Regions from separate parts of the Pan troglodytes genome. Here regions 2 and 3 are each linked to region 1. Evidence: chromatin contacts called from public HiChIP or PLAC-seq data. All regions are on one chromosome and are shown on one strand. The core of a region is the stretch at or near the end of the contact, and the rest is flanking DNA. Distances in the headings are between cores, read along the strand shown.

Region 1 (3,959 bases), core at 1,008-3,507:
GTAGAGACAGGGTTTCACCATGTTAGCCAGGACGGTCTCGATCTCCTGACCTCGTGATCCGCCTGCCTCGGCCTCCCAAAGTGCTGGGATTACAGGCATGAGCCACGGCGCTCAGCCACGGCTGGGTCTTAACTGCTAGTGAGGAGCTCTCCGCCAGCCCACTGTTGGGTGTGGGTTGTCAGGAGCACAGGAGACTCCCACCCTCCAGGGTGGCTGGCTACACTGCCACTTGGAGCTCACACGTGTAGCCCCCTGGGGAGTCCCCTGGGTGCCTGGTATGCCCTCCACACTCACCCGGTACTTCAAGTAGGACAGGTACGTGTCCCAGCCCAGCGTCAGGCCGTTGATGTAGGTGACTCGAAATTGGGGGGGCACGAAGAGGAAGTTCACGAACTGCGCAGCAGGCCACACGCACCAGTCAGCCTGCGGGGAGAGGCGGGGGATGAGGGGCGGGGCCAGAGCTGGGCGGGGGCGGAGCGGCCATCAGGGGGCGGGGCCGGACATGTGCAAGGGGCGGGTGCTCCCACCTTGTAGAATTCCCAGAACTTCTCCCGCAGCTCCTGGCAGCTCTCACCCACTGTCTGACCCTCCAGGCAGCCAAGGCCTGGGAAGGAAACCAAGAAACGAGAGTGTTAGAGGCCAGGAAGTACTGTTGAGACGACAAGATGGGCTGACGATGGAGGGGGCGGGGTTGGGCCCCTGAGAACCCACGCCGCCCACCCCGGGCAGAGGGACAGGGACTTTCAGATGGGATGGACAGAGAATTAGGGTAGCTGGTGTAGGGACAAAACAGAGCAAGTCAGTCCCAGTGAGAGAAAGAGAGGTTATAAACATATAAACACGTGCCCCAATGGAGACACCCTGAAGTTGAGGGAGTTGTGTTACTTTTCCATCACAGACCAGGAAGCCGGGCTGGGAGGTGGAGAATGAGAGACTCCTCTATTAATACCGCTGTCTTTACCGAGCCTTGGGCTGGCACGGTTGCACCCCATTAAGTCTAGCCTCAATTTCTCTTCCTTCAGGCCTCAGAGCCTTTGCATTAGCTGTTCCCTCTGCCCGCTGGTTCCCTCTTCATGTCTCAACTGAGTGTGGTCCCCTTCTTTGGGAAATGCTCTCAACCTCCCGCCCAGGGCGGCCCCAACAGATACCGTCCTCGTCCCTCCTACACTCGCCAGCGTTCACATCGGCCGAGTCTGTCCTGTCCCCGCTGTGACCTGGCTCCTAGTCCAGGGCGACCCAAACAGGGGGCACATTGGAAATGCACCTCTGCATCCTTCTTAACACAAAGCTGGCTCCACCCCTCCCGACCTATGAGAGGCAAAGCCTAGGCTTAGGAGGCTCCTTACCCAAGAAGTACCAGACGCCCAGCAATGGAGAGGCTACCAGCTGATCCACGAGGACCTTCTTGAGGACATTTGGGAAGCCTCGGAGGCCAGACGCAGGGAATAGGCGGTCCAGCGACAAGTACCAGTAGTGCAGGAAGGGACCCATGCTGCAGCCCACCGCAAACATGCTCGCTATAAGAGTGTAAGTCAGGGGGCTGGGTCGGGCCGGCAAATTCCTCAGTCCATTCCCTCTCTCCCTCCCTGGCTAAGGCCTGGGTAAGCCCAATGCCATCCCGGAGCCTCAGCCTCACCGGGAAAACCGGAAGAGCCCACCCGTGCATTCTTCCACTACAAGCCCCACCAGGAGGCGCGGCTCCAGAGGCTCCTGGGTAGTGGGCAGAGACCTCCAGGGGTTGTGAGGTGATGGAGACCCAGAGCTGCGGGGAGACAGACACCCGGGGAGAGGCGCGGTCAGGGCAAGGGTCCTGCGGGGGACTGAGGCCACGGGTCAGGGGTCACGGCCCGCAGTCGGGTGTCGGGATCAAAGGTCGCCCGGGGTGAAGGGCTAAGCAGCATGGCGTCCTCACCGGAGCGCCGTGGGTCGAAAACCTGGCCGGGCCGGGCGCGGATCTCCCAGGACTGGCGCACGCCATCACCGGCCGCCATGAGCGCGCCGCAGCCCAGCGTGTTAGTGACGAGCAGCGCGCGGCCCTGGAATAGAAGCTGCCCCGCGGATAACAGGCGGCGTAGCCGGCGCCAGCCACCCCGCGCCATCGCCCTCAGGAACCAAGGAACCGGCGCGCCGCTCTGCTTTCGCCGCGCCGACCAGTCGCGAGTCACTGTTGATCCCAAATTGCCCGTCCCTCCGGCTCTCCGGCCAATCGCATAAGGATCTTCAGTCCGCAGGTCCGCCCCGAGCCGCGACGCGTTCACCAATCGCAGGCAGCCTCGGGGAGCCACATTGCCCGCCTCGAAGAGTATTGACCAATAAAAGGCAGGCGTTCTATCCCAAGGTCGAGCCCCCAACGACCTCCCGAGCTTCACGGACCAATCGGAAAAAAGAATTGCGTTACGTCCCGCATGCCGATTGGTAACGTTGCACTCTTGTTTCCCCGCCCCTTTCTGTGCCAGCCTATGCGAAACCGCCGCAGCCCCGTCCTACCGACACGCCCAGGACGGCACTGGCCAGTCGCAGACCGGCATCACGCTGGCAAATCAGTGACCGTCGTCCCGCCTCCCGCGTTAGGGTTGGTCAATCTTAGGCAGTTACAACGCCTTCTGGCCTGGTTGCCCTCCGTATTTCCAGATTCTCCTGGACTTAACCAGAAGGGGTGTGATCTGTGGCCAGAAACAATTATATCCTAATTATACCGTTCCCGTAGGGAACAATGATTTTTTTTCTTTTTTTGAAATGGAGTCTCGCTCTGTCACCCAGGCTGGAGTGCGGTGGCGCGATCTCGGCTCACCGCAACCTCTCCCTCACGGGTTCAAGCGATTCTCGTGTCGCAGCCTCCCAAACAGCTGGGATTACAGGCACGGGCCACCACGCCCAACTAATTTTGTATTTTTGGTCTAGACAGGGGTTTTGCCATGTTAGCCAGGCTGGTCTCGAACTCCTGACCTCAAGAGATCCACCCGCCTTGGCCTCCCAAGGTGCTGGGATGATGATAGGCGTGAATCACCGTAACTGGCTTAAAAAATGATTTTCAGTGGAAATCCCTATGCATTCTCTACTAGACTCGCAAACTACTGCCTGTGGGCTGTTAACTGTTGAAGGTGTGCAGGTTCTTGGCATCTTGAACAAAGAATTGGACAAAGTGCACAAACAAAGCAAGGAAAGAATGAAGCTTAACAAAAGCAGAGATTTATTGAAAACGAAAGTACACTCCACAGGGTGGGAGCCAGTGGAGCATACGGACTCAAGAGACCTGTTTAAGAATTTTCTGGGGTTTAAATGCCCTCTAGAGGTTTTCACTGGTTACTTAATGTACGTCCTATGTAAATGAAGAGGATGAAGTAAAGTTACAAAGTCATTTACTGGATGTATGCCCTCTTTAAATGGAGAAGATATTTCCTGTCATAGCTGAATTGTTTCCATTTGATTTGGCCTTATGTTCCCTGCCTCCAGACCTATTCTCCTGTCTCAGGGCCAAATCCTGTCCCTGCCTGTTTTGTGCTGCTCACGATGAGCTAAAGGTGTTTCTTACATTTTTTAAATGGTCAGTCAAGAAGGTGGGGATTGGCCAAGCGCAGTGGCTCACGCCTGTAATCCCAAACACTTTGGGAGGCCGAGGCAGCTGGATCACCTGAGGTCAGGAATTCAAAACCAGCCTGGCCAACATGGTAAAACCCCATCTCTATTAAAAATACAGAAATTAGCCAGGGGCGTGGTGGTGGGCGCCTGTAATCCCAGCCACTCGGGAGGCTGAGGCAGGGGAATCTCTTGAACCCGAGAGGTGGAGGTTGCAGTGAACCGAGATAGCTCCAGTCTGGGCCACAGAGCGAGACTGTCTCAAAAAAAAAAAAAAAAAAAAAAAAAGGCTGTGCCTAGGGCCGTGGTCACTCACATTTGGCTCAGAATTAACCTCTTTAAATGTTTTACGGAGTTTCTTTTTTTTTTTTTGAGAGAGAGAG
Region 2 (3,959 bases), core at 841-3,340, 210 kb before region 1:
GGGCTCAAGGGATCCTCCCACCTCAGCCTCTGAAGTAGCTGGGACTACAGGCTGAAGCCACCATGCCCAGCTAATTTTTAAATTATTATTATTATTATTATTATTATTATTGAGATGGAGTCTCGCTCTAACGCCCAAACTGGAGTGCAGTGGCATGATCTCAGCTCACTGCAACCTCCGCCTCCTGGGTTCAAGCGATTCTCCTGCCTCAGCCTCCCTAGTAGCTGGGATTACAGGCACGTGCCACCATGCCCAGCTAATTTTTGTATTTTTAGTGGAGATGGGGTTTCACCATGTTGGCCAGGCTGGTCTGGTACTCCTGACCTCGTGATCCACCCACCTTGGTCCCCCAAAGTGCTGGGATTACAGGCATGAGTCACCACGTCCAGGCTGAGCCACATTTTTTTATTCGTTAGTCAGTTCACACTGTAAACATGCAAATATTCAGGCAGGGATTCCCAGAAGTGGACTTGCTGTGTCAGCAGGCACATGAGTTTATCATTCCGGTGGCCTGTGCCAGCGTGCCCTCCACCAGTGCTATACCATGGACGCACCCCACAGCCTGGCTGGCACAGAATGTCATTGCACTGTTGGATTTTTGCCAATTTGATTGGTGAAGACAAACAGTTTGTGATTTGCAGTTTTCTTATTAAGTGTGAACTTTTTTTTTTTTTTTTTGAGACAGGTCTCACTCTGTTGCCCAGGCTGGAATGCAGTGGAGTGATCTTGGCTCACTGCAGCCTCCGCCTCTTGGGTTCAAACAATTCTCCTGCCTCAGCCTCCTGAGTAGCTGGGACTACAGGCACATACCACCACACCTGGCTAATTTTTGTATTTTTTAAAGTAGAGACGGGGTTTCACCATGATGGCCAGGCTGGTCTCGAACTTCTGGGCTCAAGCGATCTGCTCACTTCTGCCTCCCAAAGTGTTGGGATTACAGGCGTGAGCCACTGCACCTGGCAAGAATGAGCATCTCTGGACATATTGAAGAGCAGTTTCCTGCTTTTTCTTCAAGGTCTCCATTCAAAGCCTTTGACCATTTCTCGGAGTTTGGCGATGTGAAGGACAGAGGCCGAGGAGAGGGGAAAACGTGGGGGAGTGGACTCCCAGCCTCCCAGATCCCGGAGAAGCCTCTGTGCATTTGACAGCTGTGGACATGGTGTCACACGCAGTTAAGGTGGCACAGTGAGTCGGGCTGGCATAGGTTGGAACCTGGTCCACCTGACACCAGGTTCAGGTGAGGCCTTCTCCCAGCCCACCCCTCCTCAGTATCACTTTTGTCACTACTACCCCTCCAGTCTGCCTCAGGCCCCCATCTGCTTCTGGGACCTCAGCCTCTTCCCCACGTTGCCCACCCCAGACACCAGGCTCACTCCAGAAGGACTTCTTGAGCCAGTGCCCCTCTGCCCACGCACCTGCCTTGGCTCCACATGGACCTCTTCCCCCACCACCAATTCCTTCTATCCTCTCCACTCCTAACCATGCTATCCCAGCCAGCTACATTTTCCCAAGTTGCTGGGAGCCCTCCTCACTGTCCCCTCCAGCATAGAGGTGCCATTGTGCAAGAACTCAGTGGGAGAGGCTTGGAGGAGCTTGGAGAGCCAATGATAGGTTTGGGGAATCTTGGTGAACTCCTACTCATGCGTTGAAGCCCCAACTGTAATGCCTCCTCCTCCAGGAAGCCTTCCAGGACCCTGTCTTTCCCTCTGGACCTTCCTTGACTGCATGGGACTAGGAGTGTCTATGTCCAGCTCTGTCCTCTCTTAAGATAGCTCCTTGAGGACCTGGTCAGGGCTGAGGCCTCTTGGGGGCCCAGCGTGGGTGATGCTTGTTGAATGAATAAATGACTGCATGAGCTGGGAACCAGCCAAGCTGAGATCGAGAAGCGAGTTGATGAGGTGGCAGTCGGTTGGGGTGCTAATAGAGGACATGGAGTCACTGGGTTCCAGCAAGAGGGAAGAGGGACTCTGGGCCACCCCTCCCCCTTGCCCTCCATCCACCTCTGGTGAGAACCTTGAGGCCCTGCAAGGGGGCGGATCTCTGTCTTCATTCTTCCCCTCTGCACTCCACCCAGACACCAGTTCCTCTTCCCCCTGAGTCGCTGGGTGCAGAGCCAGAGGAACGCCAGCGACCCCAGCAGCGCTGCGGACTGTGCCGGCCGTGGCCGCTGCGGCCCCGGTGTCCAGGTGGGCCAGGACGCAGCCCCTGGGCGCCGTCGCTTTTCCAGCATCGCAGAGGCAAAAGCGTGGCAGTGGGACCCAAAAGGTAGGACTGAAGCTCTAGAACTTGCACCTGTGCAGGGACTGCAAACCAGACCTGGGAGGATCCTTTCAGCAGCCCCCACTCCACCCTATCCCAGGACTTCCCAGCGACCCGCGGTTCTGGGAGATACCGGGAGCGTGATCAGGGGGCGGGGCCGTTTCCAAGGCAACCGCTTATTTGCATAGGGTCCCGTCCTGGCCAACGAGGGCGCCCCAAATGTTCAGGACATAGAAGAAGGGGTTAACTGGCCCGGATCTCCTCCTCGCCTTCCAAGCCCGCTAGGCGCTGGGGTTATCTACCCATTCCCCAGAAGGGGAGACTGAGGCAGCCCACCAGCCAAAGGAGGCGACCAGACTGGGGCTGCGTTTTACCATTTCAGAAGCGGCTTGAGCTGGTCTGAGCTATAATAATAAACACTGGCGGTGGAGGCGAGGGCGACCACAGGGCTGAGGTCAGGGCTAGGATTCCGGTGTCTCTACGTAGGTTGCTTGAATGGGGGGCACCCTGGCATGGACGCTGCTGTTGCCGCTGCTGCTGCCGGAGTCAGACAGCCTGGAACTGTCGTGCACCGTGTCCTCCGCGGATGTGGACTGGAACGCGGAGTTCAGGGCCACGTGCCTGAATTTCAGTGGCCTCAGCCTGAGCCTGCCCCACAACCAGTCTCTGCGGGCCAGCAACGTGATTCTCCTTGACCTGTCTGGAAACGGCCTGCGAGAGCTTCCAGTGACCTTCTTTGCCCACCTGCAGAAGCTTGAGGTCCTGAACGTGCTACGCAACCCCTTGTCTCGTGTGGATGGGGCGCTGGCCGCCCGCTGTGACCTTGACCTGCAGGCTGACTGCAACTGTGCCCTGGAGTCCTGGCACGACATCCGCCGAGACAACTGCTCTGGCCAGAAGCCTCTGCTCTGCTGGGACACAACCAGCTCCCAGCACAACCTCTCTGCCTTCCTGGAGGTCAGCTGCGCCCCTGGCCTGGCCTCTGCAACTATCGGGGCAGTGGTGGTCAGCGGGTGCCTGCTTCTTGGACTTGCCATCGCTGGTCCTGTGCTGGCCTGGAGACTCTGGCGATGCCGAGTGGCCAGAAGCCGGGAGCTGAACAAGCCCTGGGCTGCTCAGGATGGGCCCAAGCCCAGTTTAGGCTTGCAGCCACGGTACGGCAGCCGGAGCGCCCCCAAGCCCCAAGTGGCCGTGCCATCCTGCCCCTCCACTCCCGACTATGAGAACATGTTTGTGGGCCAGCCAGCAGCCGAGCACCAGTGGGATGAACAAGGGTAAGTAAGCCACTGAGACACCTGCCAAAGTGGTGAATAATAAGGCTCCACACCTAGATGGCCGAGGTTCAAATCCCAGCTCTGCCGCTTGAAGGCTGTGGGATCTTAGGTGAGTAGCTTTACTTCTCTGAGCCTCAGTCTCCTCACCTATAAAATGGGGAGAGGACTGGACATGGTGGCTCACACCTGTAATCCTAGCACTTTGGGAGGCCAAGGCAGGCGGATCACTTGAAGTCAGGAGTATGAGACCAGCCTGGCCAACACGGTGAAACCCAGTCTGTACTAAAAATACAAAAATTAGCCAGGTGTGGTGGCGGGCGCCTGTGGTCCCAGCTACTGAGGAGGCTGAGGCAAGAGAATCTCTTGAACCTGGGAGTCAGAGGTTGCAGTGAGCCAAGTTCATGCCATTGCACTCCAGCCTGGGCG
Region 3 (3,959 bases), core at 1,043-3,542, 130 kb before region 1:
TGCTCTGTCACCCAGGCTGGAGTGCAGAGGCAGGATCACAGCTTACTGCAACCTCTGCCTCCTAGGCTCAAGCAGTTCTCCCTGCTCAGCCTCCCGAGTAGCTGAGACTTCATGCACAGTCACCACACTTGGCTACTTGTTTGCATTTTTTGTAGATTCAGGGTTTTGCTGCTGTATTTCCCAGGCTGGTCTGGAACTCCTGGGCTCAAGTGGTCCAGCCACCTCAGCCTCTCAGAGTGCTGGGATTACAGGCATGGGCCACCGCTCCTGGCCTGGTTCGTACTTTTTACATTTCTTTCTTTCTTTTTTTTTTTTGAGACAGAGTCTCACTCTGTCGCCCAGGCTGCAGTGCAGTGGCACGTTCTTGGCTCACTGCAACCTCTACCTCCCAGGGTCAAGCAATTCTCCTGCCTCAGCCTCCTGAGTAGCTGGGATTACAGGTGCCCGCCACCATGCCCAGATAATTTTTTTGTATTTTTAGTAGAGATGGGGTTTCACCATATTGGCCAGGCTGGTCTCAAACTCCTGACCTCAGGTGATCTGCCCACCGCGGCCTCCCGAAGTGCTGCAATTATAGGCGTGAGCCACTGAGCCTGGCCTTTATGTTTCTTATTAAAAATATAAGCAAATTTGGTTCACGTGCTTGGTGTGGTTAAAATATATATATATATATATATATATACACATGCAAATATATATACGCATACATATGCATGTATTTCTCTTTTTGCACACAAAAGATGACATATTGTAAAAACTGTTCTCTACCTTGGTTTTTTTTCACTTAATATATCCAGACACCATTCAATGTCAGTATATGAAGATTGTCTTCATTCCTTTTTATAGTTGTATTACTCTATTATTTGGTCGCACTGGGTTTCTTTCAGTCTTTTGATATTATGAATAATGTCAATAAATAGCATCAGTCATTAAAAAACGAGGCTGGGCGTGGTGACTCATGCCTGTAATCCCAGCACTTTGGGAGGCCAAGGTGGAAGGATCACCTGAGGTCAGGAGTTTGAGGCCAGCTCCTGGCCAACATGGTAAAACCCCGTCTCTGCTAAAAATACAAAAATTAGCTGGGCATTGTGGCATGTGCCTGTAATCCTAGCCACTCGGGTGGCTGAGGCAGAAGAATCCCTTGAACCCAGGAGGGAGGGGTTGCAGTGAGCTGAGATCGCACCACTGCACTGCAGCCTGGGTGATAGAATGAGACTCCATCTCAAAAAAAAAAAAAAAAAAAAAAAAAGAATAGGGTCTTCGCAGATGTAATTAAGGATCTTGAGATGACATTATCCTGAAATTTATGGTGGACTTAATAAGAGAAAGGAGTGTCCTTTACAAGAAAAAGGAGCGGCCGGGCTCGGTGGCTCACGCCTGTAATCCCAGCACTTTGGGAGGCAGAGGAGGGAGGATTGCTTGACCCCAGGAATTCGAGACCAGCCTGGACAACATAGGGAGACCCTGTCTCTACTACAAAAAAAAAAAAAAAGAAAAAGAAAAAAAAAAAAAGGAGAGATACATTTGAGACTCAGAGACACACAGAGAAGGCCAAGTGACGACAAAGGCAGAACGCGGAAGGCTGCATCTACAAGCCAAGAACTCCAAGGATTCCCAGCAGCCACCAGAACCCAGGAGAGAGGCATAGGACACACAGATTGTCCTCAGAGCCTCCAGAGGGAGCCAACCGTGCTGACAACCTCACTTCATTATTCTGATCTCTTGAATTGTGAGAAAATCACGTTCTGTTGTTTTAAACCTCGCAGTGTGTGGGCATTTGTTACAGCAGGCCCCAGAAAACTAATAGCATTCGCCTATTTACTTTATTTACTGTCTGTCTCCCTGAGGGCCACGAATTTTGTGTTTTGTTCATTTCTGTGAGCAGAAGCAGGCACAGAGTAGGTAATAAGTACTTAATATGTGCCAGATGCTGTTTTAAGTGCTTTTACATGGTTTCATTCATTTCATCCTTACAGTAAGCAACGTTTTGGAGCAGACACTACTATTTACAGGGAGCAAACTGAGGCCCCGAGGGTCGTGGTCAGGATTCCAACCTACTAAATGATGTTCCCTGGATAATTACAGAATCAGAAAACTAGGAGTCGGAAGGGCAACATCAGGCACGGCCCAATCACCCACGAAGCCTCGATTTCTCTCTCTCTACTGCAAACGAAAGGCATTAACTGGCTTTGCCCACAGCGTGGAGCCCAGGAGACCGACGAAGGCTTCACCTGCGCACGCATTTCCCCACAATGCACCCCGCGCCGGCGCGCGTTGCTCCGCCTCCTTTTACATTACAAGCCGCGGCACTTTACGGCTCTCGTCCTCGTTCCTCCGGCGGGAACACGGCCCGCCCCGCCCTTTCGCCCAGCGGGCCCCGCCCTACTCCGCGTGGATTGGTTGACCGCCCTTCGAGCCCGGTGCTGACTGGCTTGCGTCTCTGCCACTTTCTTTCAGCTTAGTGGCGCGCGGCGCGGCGACGACCGCCGGGAGCGTGTGCAGCGGCGGCGGCGGAAGTGGCCGGCGAGCCCGGTCCCCGCCGGCACCATGGTGAGGGCAGGGCAACTGCGGGGTCTCACCGGGAGGCGGGAACAGCAGTCGTTGGGATCCCTGCGGGCGGGCGCTGTGGGCTTGGTTGGCGCGGGGCGAACGTAAGGTCCGAGCCTCGAGTCCCGCCCCCCGGCACGAGGCTGGGAAACTGAGGCCGGAGACTGCAGGTGGCTCTACCACGTTCGTGTCTGGGATTTAGGGTTGCACGGACTTGTATCCACAGTACAGTGGCCTCGCCTTAGTTTTCCCAGTTTGCAGGTGGGGAAACTGAAGTAAAAAAAAAAAAAGGTGGGGATCCGCCAAATGCAGCAGAGAGTTTTTGGGCAGGGAAGGGGTCCCTTACGCTTCGGGCCCAGTCTGACCTCCCTGATTGAAAACTAGAGTGCTGGGAAGTAGGGGGCCAGTCTGAGTTGTGAAACTTAGTTTTAGGAATTTCAGAGCTTGCAAGATGCTAGCAGCACAGCCTCCTAGGCCTCTTGGTTTCTGGCTGAAAAGCAGGCCTGGTGCTGGGGTGTGGTGTTTCTCCTTGGGTCACATAGCATGTCATTCCAGCGGAAGGGGGCGTTTTGAGCTAGGGGTGGACAAAGTACATCCTCCCAGTACAAAGAAGGAAAAATTGCGGCCCAGGTCTCTGCAGGGCCACATTGTTTATGATTCTGGAAGTTCTGGATCTGGGCTAGAAAGTGCCCGTGTCCCCCAGTGTGCAGATCGGAAAAGGAATTCAGAGCTGGGAGTTTCCTGGCCCATCAGCATCTGGTCCTTCTTTTTTCAATGAGAGAAACCAAGGCCCTTGTTGGGGATGTGACTTCCAGACTCTGTGAGACAGTGGGAGATTCAGTAACCAGGAGGGTCCCCCAGGGGTGGCTGCATCAGAACTGTGGATTAGTGAGAACTCTCCCTAAATCCGGCTGGTCAGTGTGTAACCACCCAATGGGTTCACCTTGCCTGCTCCCTAGACAGATTTATCAAGACAGGGGAATTGCAATGGAGAAAAAGTATTTCACACAGAGCCAGCTATGCAGGAGACCGGAGTTTTATTATTGCTCAAATCAGTGTCCGCTGAGCATTAGGGGATCCGAGTTTTTAAAGATAATTTGGTGGGTAGGGGCTCAGGAAGTGGGGGGTGCTGATTGGTTGGAGCTTCCTGAGGTTGGAGATGGAGTCATCGACAGGAGTGTTGAAGTGAGGTTTTCTTGCTGTCTTCTGTTCCTGGGTGGGATCGCAGGACTGGTTGAGCCAGATTACTGGTCTGGGTAGTGTCAGCTGATCCGTCAAGTACAGGGTCTGCAAAATATCTCAAGCACTGATCTTAGATTTTATAATAGTGATGTTATCCCAAGGAGCAATTTGGGGAGTTTCAGACTCTTGCAGCCAGAGGCTGTATGACCCCTAAATGGTAATTTCTAATC

The links. HiChIP or PLAC-seq counts read pairs in DNA pulled down with a chosen protein or histone mark.
Region 2: a contact with region 1 is called in an H3K4me3 HiChIP or PLAC-seq map of stem cell-derived excitatory neurons, with 7 times the contacts expected there. The contact joins the promoter of LRRC25 here to the promoter of MPV17L2 in region 1. A contact is called at or near these places in 1 of 7 Hi-C or Micro-C datasets (stem cell-derived neural progenitor cells) and 1 of 1 datasets of contacts at active chromatin or transcription factors (stem cell-derived excitatory neurons).
Region 3: an H3K4me3 HiChIP or PLAC-seq map of stem cell-derived excitatory neurons shows a contact between it and region 1, with 2.2 times the contacts expected there. The contact joins the promoter of LSM4 here to the promoter of MPV17L2 in region 1. A contact is called at or near these places in 1 of 7 Hi-C or Micro-C datasets (stem cell-derived neural progenitor cells) and 1 of 1 datasets of contacts at active chromatin or transcription factors (stem cell-derived excitatory neurons).

The regions. Positions count from the first base shown.
Region 1 is chr20:20,841,366-20,845,324 of NHGRI_mPanTro3-v2.0_pri, reverse strand. MPV17L2 (MPV17 mitochondrial inner membrane protein like 2) reads right to left here and starts at 2,257. Exons shown (of 5, transcript XM_001173861.8): 1 at 1,913-2,257; 2 at 1,347-1,517; 3 at 528-604; 4 at 295-423. The coding sequence starts at 2,099.
Region 2 is chr20:21,048,360-21,052,318 of NHGRI_mPanTro3-v2.0_pri, reverse strand. It overlaps LRRC25 (leucine rich repeat containing 25), which reads left to right and starts at 2,090. Exons shown (of 3, transcript XM_009435028.5): 1 at 2,090-2,265; 2 at 2,746-3,533. The coding sequence starts at 2,755.
Region 3 is chr20:20,974,160-20,978,118 of NHGRI_mPanTro3-v2.0_pri, reverse strand. LSM4 (LSM4 homolog, U6 small nuclear RNA and mRNA degradation associated) reads left to right here and starts at 2,292. Exons shown (of 5, transcript XM_016935508.3): 1 at 2,292-2,550. The coding sequence starts at 2,548.